Regions from separate parts of the Mus musculus genome. Here region 2 is linked to region 1. Evidence: chromatin contacts called from public Hi-C data. All regions are on one chromosome and are shown on one strand. The core of a region is the stretch at or near the end of the contact, and the rest is flanking DNA. Distances in the headings are between cores, read along the strand shown. Region 1 holds the start of Aldh1a2 (aldehyde dehydrogenase family 1, subfamily A2). Region 2 holds the start of Onecut1 (one cut domain, family member 1).

The links. Hi-C and Micro-C count contacts between places; a contact is called where the count stands out from the background.
Region 2: a Hi-C map of cerebellum shows a contact between it and region 1, with 3 times the contacts expected there. The contact joins the promoter of Onecut1 here to the promoter of Aldh1a2 in region 1.

What each region holds. Positions count from the first base shown.
Region 1 is chr9:71,213,101-71,219,200 of GRCm38.p6, forward strand. Aldh1a2 (aldehyde dehydrogenase family 1, subfamily A2) reads left to right here and starts at 2,689. Exons shown (of 14, transcript NM_009022.4): 1 at 2,689-2,863. The coding sequence starts at 2,747. Gm3458 (predicted gene 3458) reads right to left here and starts at 2,286. Exons shown (of 4, transcript NR_110518.1): 1 at 2,147-2,286; 2 at 889-939; 3 at 600-639.
Region 2 is chr9:74,859,744-74,865,843 of GRCm38.p6, forward strand. It overlaps Onecut1 (one cut domain, family member 1), which reads left to right and starts at 2,178. Exons shown (of 2, transcript NM_008262.3): 1 at 2,178-3,658. The coding sequence starts at 2,554. It overlaps Gm33562 (a long non-coding RNA gene), which reads right to left and starts at 3,393. Exons shown (of 4, transcript XR_870924.1): 1 at 3,319-3,393. It overlaps Gm38678 (a long non-coding RNA gene), which reads left to right and starts at 6,055. Exons shown (of 3, transcript XR_870922.2): 1 at 6,055-6,100.

The DNA of each region.
Region 1 (6,100 bases), core at 1,439-3,938:
TTACAGAGAAAATGTGCTCTGTACCCAGAGAAGGTAAGGAAGTTTCGTCTACTGGTGGGAGTAGACAGCTACAGTACTTTCGCTCATATCAGCCAATAGGAATGCTTTAATTTAGTGCCTCATGTTGTTTTTGGACCCGAGGAAGGCAGATGGGAAATAGAAGACTCTGGTCCTGTGTTGATCACTTCACTGTCTAATTACAAAGTGTTAAGGGAAAGGGGCCATGAGGGAACAATTCAAACCAGCTGTCATTGAGCACGACCTAGGAGATGACCAGAGATGCTAAGTCAAGACACACTCCCTTACCTTCCAAGATAGAACTCAGTTTATCTGCATCAAGCGTTGATAAATCCTGTGATCCACATACTGACTGGCCTTTCCAATTGCAGGTAGCAAATAAGAAATGGAAGAGTTGGGTCAAAAGTGCAAATTCTGGCTTATGCTTTCAGACACTCCTTCCAGACCATTTTCAGCCATCCGGCCCACAAGATTCCCCCTTTTCTTTCTTCCTCAAAGACTTCTAATGGCTTTTCGGTACTTCCATCATTAAGTTCCCCAGAAGCATTAAGGTTCCCACAACCTGGAGTTAACTGACTTACCAGCCTCGTTTGCTGCTCTTCCAGCTGCAGCCGATGCTCCCTGAAACATTCCCAAACAGTTCTGTTCAGCTGCTGCTGCTGCAGCAGCCTCTGCGGAGGCAGCAGTGCTCCCACCTCTACCAGTGAAGTTTCACTTCCCTAGCCACAAGCAGGGCAAAAGGTCAGCTTCCCTAGATACCCGGCCTCCCACTTAGGTGGAGCACCAAGGTCTTGTCTTTGCTCCACTTTTGAGAGCTGTCCCTCTTACAGACAGTTATCTATAGATCTACAGGAAAGGTGGTGAGCTTACCCAGGAGCAAGGCTCTTCATCTTGTCTTAAAGTGACCTCCAGCATGGTGCCCTGCTTGGAAGATGGGGAAAACACCTTTGAACAAAACAAATGAACAACAACAAAACACCTCAAACAACAACTTCGACAATAAACCAAAACAAAGAACAGCACCAAAAACTATTTTTTTTGCTGGGGTGTTTGCTCTTCCTTCACCAAACCCTGAGATCATCCTCCTCCCCAACAGACTCCTTCCCTCTCTCTCCTTCCCTCCTTCCCTCCCTCCCTCCTTCCTTCCTTCCCTCCCTCCCTCTTCCCTCCCTTCCTCTGTCCCTCCCTCCGTTCCTCCTCTGTACCCCCTTCCCCTTCCCCCCTCTCTTCCTCCCTCGCTCCTTCTCTCCTGTAAGAGAGGATGAACTTGAACTTCTAATCCTCTTGCCTCCATCCAGTGGGATGCTGGGAATTACAGGCATGCATCTCTACCCCAGTTCAAGGTGGTGCTGGCAACTAAACCCAGCGTTCTAGGCAAGCACTCTACCTACAGAGCTACCTCCCCACCATTCTTCTTATTCTTTCTCAGTCTTCTACAGCTTAAATAAAGGCGATTCTTAGGAGTATATTCGGTTATTAAGACACACTCTTTGGCCATAAACGTTCCCTGTGAATAGGAATTTTTCAACTGCCTAAATTAGGCTGTATTGTTGCTCTAGGACGACGACGTAGTGCTTGCTCGGTCACTTTAGGCAGATACCCTATAAAGAGTTCTCGGAGCCTGGAACTTGTCTCACAAATTCAATTAAGACAACAGCATTCTGTCTGCACAGAATCTAAGCACCAATCATTTACGGAATTTTAGTTAATGAACACATCTAAAGTAAGTGTTTTGTAGTGAACAACATGCAAAGAAATGATTGAGCAAGAGCGAAGCAGTTGCTTGGGAGTTGAGAGTCTTCCATAGAAAAACAGGAAGAGTCAGGTTGGATAAGGCTGTGGGATTTTCATGGGGATAGAGGCAGAAAGCCCTATAAAGAGCTATCTATATGGGCTCGTGATATTGGTCCAATGATTCTCCCACGCTATCTGGAGTGAACTGTCTAGGCTACTGATTCCTGATCAGCGCCCATCTTTACTCAACTATAAGGCTGCTTGTAAGACGAGAAGGGATGGAGATGGAAGCTCAACCCGGAGATTCTGACAGGAAGAGCAACAGAAAATCCCAAGTGTTTCCCGGTGTGGATGGGAAGAGGAAAGGAAAGGGCTGGAAGGAGACCATCAAGACCTGGAATATCCAGGCAACCCAAGGCAGATGAAGCCCACGGCCTCAGGCACAACTAGGCCGCGGGGCCGGCAGAGGGCAGCAGTTGGGCTGAGAAGCCTGGTGGGGGCCAGCGCGGCGTCGGCGGTTCCAGAAGGTTCTCCTTGGGAGTGTGGGGAGCATCTATCACCCCACCCAGCGGCCACGCGCCCCTCGCGCCACGCGGAAGGCTGAGCGAAAGCTCTTTCGGGCTGCTCGGGACCCCGGGGGAGGAGAAGAGCGAGTGTTAGGAAGGGCGCGGGGCTCGGCGGGGCCGCGGCTCGGGCGCCTCTCCTCCCGGCCGACCAGCGCTAAGGCTCGCGGGGCTGCCATCGGCCAGCGCGGTCCCGCCGAGGCTGCGCTCCGGCCGTCGAGGCCCCCCCGGGCGCGCCCGCGGGAGCGTGGGCCGCGGACTTGACCGTGCGGGCGCCGCGCGCGGCCGTATGCAAATGTCCTCCTGGGCCGGCCCCCCGCGCCTGTGGGCCGCACGTCCAATAAGAAGCGCCCCCCGCTTGACACCTGCCTATATACAGCGAGCGCGCCCCGGCCGCGCAGCGCCCCGCGCACACCCACCCGTGGCCGCCCATGACTTCCAGCGAGATCGCCATGCCGGGCGAGGTGAAGGCCGACCCCGCCGCGCTCATGGCCTCGCTGCAGCTCCTGCCGTCGCCCACGCCCAACCTCGAGATCAAGTACACCAAGGTAAAGCCGTCCGGCGGACGCTTTCTGGAAGCATCCTCTGGATCCCTTCAGAGGCCGGGGGCCCGGAGGTCGCCTGTCATCTCCGCGCCTCCGCGGGGACCGCGATGCGGGCTTCTCAAGTCCCGCCCCGGTTTAGGGAGCGTCTTGGGAGAACCGGTCCCAAACAGAAGGCAGCGCGGGGATCGCCAGCGGCGGCGGACGGTGGTGACGACCTCGGGACTGCCTGGGGAGGTGGGATTTCCCAGAGCAGACCTGGGTCTGGTTCTGGAGTCCCCTATGACTCTTTAGAGCCGGCTAGGGTCCGGTCCTAGATGTCCCTAGGGCAGAACGAGGCTTAGTTCTGGGGTCCCTTAGAGCTCAGGGCAGACCGGAGTCCGGTTGTGCGAGCCCCCAAGTTTTATCAGAGCAAATGGAGTTTGGCTCTGGGGTCCCCCAGGTCTCCTCAGAGCAGTCCGGGCTCTGGCTTGAGGAGGGTGTTCCCCTGGGTTTCCTCAGAGCCCACCGGGGTGCAGTTCTCCCTGTCCCTCGGTCTCAGAGCAGAGTGGGGTTCACCGCCAGGGTGGCATTGCGGTCCGGTGTCGCCCCGCGGTCCCTCGGGTCCGGAGGTGCGCGGCCGCGCGGGCTTATCTTCCCTCAGAGCGGAGTCGCTGAAGGGTTGTCAGGACCGGAGTCCCACAGACTTCGCGGGGACCTGGCCGAGACGCAGTAGGTCTATGCCAGGATTTCCTCGGGATTTTGTAGGCAATGGACATTTTAGAAAAAGGGAAAATAACTCAAGTCACATAAATTAGCGAGCTCACTTTTGCACTGATAAGCCTAATGATTTTTTTCCTAACGAATTCTGACATCTTAGTTTGTCAAGCACGAATTATTGTTGTTAAACTGCATTAAAAAGCAATACACGCCTGCTGCCCCATGTGACTTGATCCCCTACCACTCCACCGTTCTCAGGGAAAAAAAATCCACGGGGGAAATTTGTGAAATACATACACAAAGGGATTGAATGTTATAGCAAAAAGGCGACTGTAGCCTTTAAAGCCACACTTCTTGAGAGTTCATTTTAGAATTTTTTTTTTTAATTTGATTTTCATTCCTACCGCAAACTCTCGCCAGTTAACTGCAGCGCGCGCACACGATACAGCTGATAAGTGTTCCATCGCGGGCATTACACTATACGCGAAAAGCAGAGAAGTTAAGTTGTTCGCATGTGACAACTGTTACGGTTGAAAGAGAAATGCAAAAACATCGTTTCTGAATTTTTGTTGCATTGAGTTTCAGAATAAGGATTTGTAGGATTCGTATTTTTGAATGTGGATTTAATGTACCTGTTAGCTTTTAGATGGTGTGACAAATTTTTGAAAGCCATTTTAATGAGAGGTCGTTAATGGTTATAGCCCTCTAGGCATTGTTTGCATAACAATAGTGCCAGTGTGTGGCACATCTCCGGGTTTAGGAACAAGCCAGGGAAGCCTGCACATAAAAGTTTTGTTTTATGAGGGTCCCTAACCTCTTCAGATGCGCTTTAGAGATCTTAAAAGGCAAGATCCACACGTGATTCCGGGGGTTTGTTTTACACTTACTTTTGATCAGATTATCTTAACAGCCCCTGAAAGTCTGCAGTAGATATCTTTTTTCAGAATTTCATTTGGAAGCTCCTCCAATTCTCCTTTTCTCTAGCCACCCCCTCTCTTCTCTCTCTTGTTCTACCCCAGTAGGAAAGACAACTGATTTATAGCTAATTGGAGCCTTTAATGTCGGAGTCTTTTTAGCTCCATGAAGACTTTTATCCAGTATCCACTTTCCCACTTATTACCAAGAAAAACAATCAGAAATGAAATAATGGATTGTAACTTGATTCTTTAATTTGTGGGGAGGAGGCGCCTTATATTTTGTCTTGACAAACAACCCTCATAAATGGTGGAGTAACACACATTACAGGCGAGCTCTTTCACAAAAACTTGTAAAATCAGGTATCTGTGAACGCTCCCAGCAGCTTCTGTGCTCAGCTCTTTAGTTAGACTTCTACACTTTCTAAGACAGGAACTGCGAACAACCCGTTCTAGTTCATTTTATTTTAACAGAAAGAACAGAGTGACTGCTCTTTTGGTAGCCTAAGTTTTTTTTTTTCTTTTCTCTTCAAAAGAGAGTTGGGAGGTCTTTTAAAAATTCATTCATGATCAAAAGTGGGGAGAAATGTATTAGCAATTTCAAACAGAGCGATGAACAAGGTAGATGGGCAATCCTTTAATGCTATTATATTTGTTAGGAAAAATTTAAAAGATATTATGCCTTGGGAATCTGTTGAAAAGGAGGAAACAAAACATTTGCATCAAATAAAGGTACTATGCAGCAAATAAATTTATAATTAATTTTGTCTTGTTAAACATGTTCTTATTGAATGACACTATAATATGATTTTTCTATGTGATTTGACAAGAATATAAACTAATTAGTGATCAACATAACTGGTCAGATTATGAGAATTTTAAAAAATATGTTCTTAGAATATTTTGCATTTGTGATCCTGCACTTATCTGCCATTTTCATCCTTTTACTTCTTGTTCCAAGGGAATGGAAAAAATAGTCAATATTATGTTAATGCCATTTTCTGTCAAAGGTTCTGTACAAAATGCTATAAAAGCAAAGTTCAACCTCGAAGCATTCTGAAAGAGCGTGTGTGTGGCTTTGTATTGGCTTTTAGGCAATTGCATTCCATTAAAAATAACATAAGCCTGCTGCTTGCTCCGAGTTCTCGTATCCAGTTTAGACTAAGGATAAATGACTGTAATGCCTTTGGAATATGTCTATTTTCTTTTTCTTCTTAAACAGGAACCTAGACCCCCCAGTTTCTTAAATGATTCTTGCTAAGAAATGGGGGGGGGTTGTTTGTTTCAAGACTTACAGTCAAGAAAGAATACTAGTATTAAAAAAATAAAAATAAAAAAAGCATGGAGGGCACCCGTGTGGAGCTGAGAGAACGTATGCTCCTTTGTGTTCTTTGAGACTGCTCAATAGCTGGTCTGATTGCATTTAGCTGTGTGTTTCTCAGTTAGTTTTTCTGAGTTATTTCTGTTTCATCTGCCTGGTTTTTGTATTGCCAGCCGTGTTGTGGGAGCATACACGTTGTAAAACTAAGGCTTAGCATTCTCCTAAGAACTGCCCCTGACTTCAGGGCGGGGTGGGGTCCCAGGATCTCCCTGCCTTCTTTCTCTCTCCCTTTCGCAGATTTCCACGTCT
Region 2 (6,100 bases), core at 928-3,427, 3.6 Mb after region 1:
TCAAGTCTCTAATTAACTGGAGGATGGTAGCACCATGAACGATGATGTGTGAACTAATACCCGATGATGTGTGAACTAATTCTTTCTTTCTTTCTTTCTTTCTTTCTTTCTTTCTTTCTTTCTTTCTTTCTTTTTAAGGAACAGTCGTTCAAGAAGAGATGGCCATAAGGGCAGATCAATCATTTCAATGGGATTAAAATATGGTGGAAGGAACAGTTGAGCTGAGATTATTTCAACCCATCCTTTGGTCTTACAAGAGATGCAAGCACTCTATACTACTGGAAAGGAGTTCAAGAAAGAAAAGAAAAGAAGGAAGGTAGATTTGGTTTCTAGAAAATATTTTGTACTTGAGTGTATCTGAAGCAATGATAAATAAATTAAATTAGTATTATTTTGGTTTTGCCAATGTATCCCCCCATGACCTTTTCCTGGGGGGTTCAGATTCCTAAATGATCATGACCAAGCTGGCTTGAAGTAGGGTCCACAGGAATTATTTGGGTAGGATGGATCCTGTTCTAATGTTGAGACCCAGCAGAGTTAGTCTTCTAGGAAGTGTTTCTGTACCCACTGACCTTGACTGTGGGCCTTGTGCTGTTAGAGGCAGGCACTTGGGTTAAGAGATGAGCCTGTTTGTACCTTAACTGATGAGATTTCAGGTTACCACACCCTGGGTTGACCACACCAAAATTTTCTTATAGACCCCACCACCACGACTCAATCCTAGGCTCTCTGAAAACCGTTACAAGGAAACACAGGCGGTGGGTTCTGTGTTTGGCACAGAGCAGGCCTCAGACACTTTGTTCAGTAGCTGAGCCCTGAAAGCCCGCTCTGAGGCTATCTTTATTGTGAGCACCGCTAGCCCCAGGCTGAGACTCGGCGCTGACCCGGCCGTAACTGCCAAGGGCCTGACAATGGGCACATCTGTCCTTTCTCCAAGGGATAAAAGCACCTAAGCAGACAAGGCTCTGCCTTTTGTTACGGACTTTTTTCTTTCTTTCTTTTGTAAATAAAAGAAAGCCGCGGCATGTGGCGGCCGGGTGTGTGTCCCACACTGGGGGCCTCCCCACGCGTCCCCACCAGGCTGAAGGCCCGGGTTCAATTCCGGATTGGAGCGTGACTGTGACAGGGGCACAATTATGCCCAAAGCTGAATTGATTTTCAAATCTGGAGGCTTCTTGCAGGGACGCCAGGAAAAGGAAAGCGTCCCTGCGGTCCAAGCCGCTCGGCTCAGCCGCGTGCACTCTGCCTGCGTGGGGTACTTCTTCCAAGCCTCTAGGTTCTTTTCTAGAAAGGCTGTGGAGTAACTAAAAAACCAGCTCCGTCCCCCCCCCCCCGCCCCCTTCCATGCTAACCAGGCCCTCTCTCCTGTCTCCCTCAGTATCCCCCAAGCAGAGTTATCCAAAGTGGGAGAGCTATCTTAATTGGGAGCAAAGTGACAGACCTTCTTTGAGGTCTGGGACAGTGAGGGGTGGCCTCGATCTGAGTGCTCCTCACTGAGCACAGATTCCTGAGTGCTCCTCGGCCCCGGGCTCAGATGGAGAAAGGTAGTTCGAGGAGTACTTGAGAGGATCATGGATGGCAGTTCGGGATACAGCGTCCCGACCTAGGCCTTCAGGGTATATACACGTCCCAAGTCCCCGTAGGACAACTATTTAAGGACAGTGAATGAGTTGGTCTCCAGCGATCCTCTAGGGAATAAAGCCCAATGGGCGAGTGGGCTTTGGGCCATGACATAGTTTCTACTCCCCGCCGGTAACCTGTACCGGGAACTAGCAACTCAGACTCAGGGGCTCTGGTTCTCAAACCTAGCTGGCTCACGGTGACAGAAACCAGGCAAGAAAGTCCGGATGGAAAGAGAGAGGGAGGTAGTGAGGAAGACCAGGAGGTAGCAAGTCTCCGAGGACTGTGGAGGCGGCTCCAGGTCGCACTCTGCGCGCGTCCCGTGCACGTGCTCACTGATCCCGGGCCATTCGGCGCCGCTGAGAAAGCTCTGTCCCCCCCACCCCCACCCCACCCCCTCGGTTCATTTGTGCTGGGACGTCACGGAGCGCTGGGACCGAGGGGGCGGGGCCTGGAAGCGCGCATGCGCGCTACGCCCGGCGGGCGTGAGGGCGGGCAGCGGCAGCGGCGGCGGCTACGGAATCGCAGCCACAGTCTGCAACAGTAACCGAGCCATGGCTCGAGCTGGCGGGCGGCACAGGCAGGCAGCAGCCGCGGCAGGCGCACGGGCCGCGTCAAGGGAGCCTGGGGCAGCAGGATTCTAAGAAGAGGGGCGAGAGGGGGCCGGGCTGGGTGGGCTAGGGGTACCGCGCTCTCCCAACAGCACGGGTCCTTTTTGGAAATTAATATTAAAAGAAAAAAAAAAGACAGAGGGGAAGGTGGGAGCAAGAGAGAAGGCAAGACACACACAGAGAGAGCGAGAGACACAGATCCCCACAGTGAGAGGAAGAAAGGCCACAGTCGCAGGCAGCCGATGTGAAGACTGGACTCCTTGCGCCCCTCGCCGCCTCTGCCCGGCCACATCGATGTTGCAGCCCGCTCGCCCGCATCACGATGAACGCACAGCTGACCATGGAGGCGATCGGCGAGCTGCACGGGGTGAGCCATGAGCCGGTGCCCGCCCCTGCTGACCTGCTGGGCGGCAGCCCTCACGCGCGCAGCTCCGTGGGACACCGCGGCAGCCACCTGCCTCCCGCGCACCCGCGTTCCATGGGCATGGCGTCCCTGCTGGACGGCGGCAGCGGAGGCAGCGATTACCACCACCACCACCGCGCCCCTGAGCACAGCTTGGCTGGCCCCCTGCACCCCACCATGACCATGGCCTGTGAAACTCCCCCAGGTATGAGCATGCCCACCACCTACACTACCTTAACCCCTCTGCAGCCGCTGCCGCCCATCTCCACCGTGTCCGACAAGTTCCCTCACCATCATCACCACCACCATCACCACCACCACCCACACCACCACCAGCGCCTGGCGGGCAACGTGAGCGGTAGTTTCACACTTATGCGGGATGAGCGCGGGCTGGCCTCTATGAATAACCTCTATACCCCCTACCACAAGGACGTGGCTGGCATGGGCCAGAGCCTCTCGCCCCTCTCTGGCTCCGGTCTGGGCAGCATTCACAACTCCCAGCAAGGACTTCCCCACTATGCTCATCCCGGCGCGGCTATGCCCACCGACAAGATGCTCACCCCAAATGGCTTTGAAGCCCACCACCCTGCCATGCTCGGTCGCCACGGGGAGCAGCACCTCACGCCCACCTCGGCCGGCATGGTACCCATCAACGGCCTTCCTCCGCACCATCCTCATGCCCACCTGAATGCCCAGGGCCACGGACAGCTCCTGGGCACAGCCCGAGAGCCCAACCCTTCGGTGACCGGCGCGCAGGTCAGCAATGGAAGTAATTCAGGGCAGATGGAAGAGATCAATACCAAAGAGGTGGCGCAGCGTATCACCACCGAGCTCAAACGTTACAGCATCCCACAGGCCATCTTCGCGCAGAGGGTGCTCTGCCGTTCCCAGGGGACCCTTTCGGACCTGCTGCGAAACCCCAAGCCCTGGAGCAAACTCAAGTCGGGTCGGGAGACCTTCCGGAGGATGTGGAAGTGGCTGCAGGAGCCGGAGTTCCAGCGCATGTCGGCGCTCCGCTTAGCAGGTGAGGCGCTGGGCGCGTGGGCGAGATAAGGGACTGACGGTGGGAGGGAATGAGAAAGGCTGGGCGCGCTTCGTCCCGCTCCGCCTCCCCTTTCTTCAAGAGAGGTGTCCCTAGACCTGGAAGAGCCAGCTCAGGGAGTCAACCTCCTCCTCCTCCTTCTCCAAGGGCTCAGCGCATTGGGCTAAGGGAGGCTTCGAAGACCGAACAAGGTGGCCTCCGCGACTTCGGGGTTGCGTTTGTGCTCGGGGACAGAGCTGCAAGGTTTTGAGCCGCGGGCAGAGAGACTCTTGGAACCTGGCGGAATCTCAGCGGAACACAAGAGGGTTTAGGAAGGGACGAAGCATACCAAGAACTAGCACCCGTTGCTCAAGGCACATACCCCGCGCGGGCCAGGCGCTGTTCAAGCTGCCAGTCAATATTGGCTGAGCTGGCTGCGGCGACCCGCTCTTGGCCGATTTTATTGGCGCCACGCGCAAGGGGGTCCGCACTTCAATAGGGTGTGCACACAGATTCCAAACCTGCAGGCGATCAGTGCATGGCGGGCTGCTTTGGAGGGGTTATCACACATCGCTGAGTATATAACCAGCTGTGGAAAGGAAGGGGACAGAGGCGGACAGTGACCAGATCCCCCAGGAAACTCCCGGTTGAGCCTGGGCTGACAACTAGCTTTTGCGTCGTCGTCATGCTTTTTTTTTTTTCCCATCTAAGTCTCTGTGCTGCTACTGGGTGGGAATGTGTAAATGTCTTTCGAATCAGCAAGCCTGTCACCCAGTTCAAAATTCCTAGCAGGCTGTTTGATTGGGGGAGGGGGGCGGGGGACGACACTGAAAGTCTCAGCTGCCAAGTGCAGGCACCAGGCCTGGCTCCTGTAGTGGGCCAAGAGACCTAGTGGACAGCTGAGCTCAGCTGGAACTGCATCAGGGATCCAGGCACACTCGGCGACCCTTGAAGACGCGAGAAAAGGGCAGCCTAGGGGCGGACTGTGTTCATAGACCTGGGCGGAGGTTGTTGCGTTGATTGACTCCAGTATCCTTGTCCTCCCACCCCCAACCCCCCATCCCCAAGCCACACACACACACACACACACACACACACACACACACACAGCCTCATCTGAGCCTTGCGCCCAGGTCTGAGTCTTGGTGAAGAGAAAGGTAAACGCTGGAATGAGGGTTTGTTAATTAACTGATCGTTCTCCATTAATTCGTCCCTAGAGAATGAAAGACAGTCAATCCGCTCTGAGCCGAGGGCACTGAGCCGTTTCACAGACTAAAATCAAAGCGTGAGGCCGAACCCCCCTTCCCCCACCCGGTGTCTGCCAATGAGAAGCTGGGGAGAGGTAGGTGTGGACTAGCCTCAGATCCTAGTCCTCGAGGCTACCCTAACGGTTCCCCCCAATCTGGCTTCTAGAGGCCTTCCCTCGCGAATGCTATACTGCTTCAGCCTCTGACCACCCAGAATTTCTAGCATAGCTAAGCCCTTTGCTATAAAGTTCTCAAAGCAGACTCTGGTTGGTGACCCAGGAATCTGATGAGGCCTCAGCTCAGATGGAGGACCTGGGCTGATGGAATGTCACCCCTAAGCCTTCCCGGTTCCATTCTGTAGCACTCTGTGTAGCTCCATTGGGCCCCTGCGAGCAGCTGACCTTGCTGCTCTCTCTCCCTTCTGCTCCAGAACCTTCCACTACACCTTCTTGAAGCCATTGCTCCAGACCTTCCAGGCAAGGTAGTGCTTTGAGGCTATCCATTGTGGGGTCCAGGAGTGTGGATAAAAAGCTACTCCCTCATGAAAGTCACACCCCATTACTTGGTGAAGACACTCGAGACGTCAGTGACATCCCACATGGTCTCTGTCACAGGATGGTCTCTGTCACTGCCGGGAAGGACAGACTGATATGATAGGTCCTGTACTGAGCCGATTGCTTAGTCCTGGAAACCTAACCTGTCTGTCCTATGCAAGGTCCACTGACTTCCAGATAAGAAAATTGAGCCAGGGATTTGGGGGGTGGCTGCTTGGTGCTGGGGAGCCCCATGAAGGAAGACCAAGTTCTAGAACCTGTGCACCAAAGGGATGAGTTGGGTGCTGAGCTCATGAGACCTAGAAGGTCGTCTTAGGGATATCTACACACCTAAGTCCAGATGGCTAGCTCTCTGTTATTCTTGGCACCAGGCATCTGGCCCTTTCCTAGAATGTGTGGCACACGGGAGGCGTCAGTGGATGTAAAACCAGGGGACACTGGATGTCCTGAGACACAGCAGAGCACCTCCTATTTCGTTTCTTTTTCCTTTCTTTCTTTCTTTCTTTCTTTCTTTCTTTCTTTCTTTCTTTCTTCCTTCTTTTCCTATTTGGTTTCTTTAACATAAAGGCCTCAGTGAGGCAGGGGAGGGGGCTGGGGGGAGGGGAAAAAGGTACTCACAGCAAAGAGCTCAGAACCATCCCATT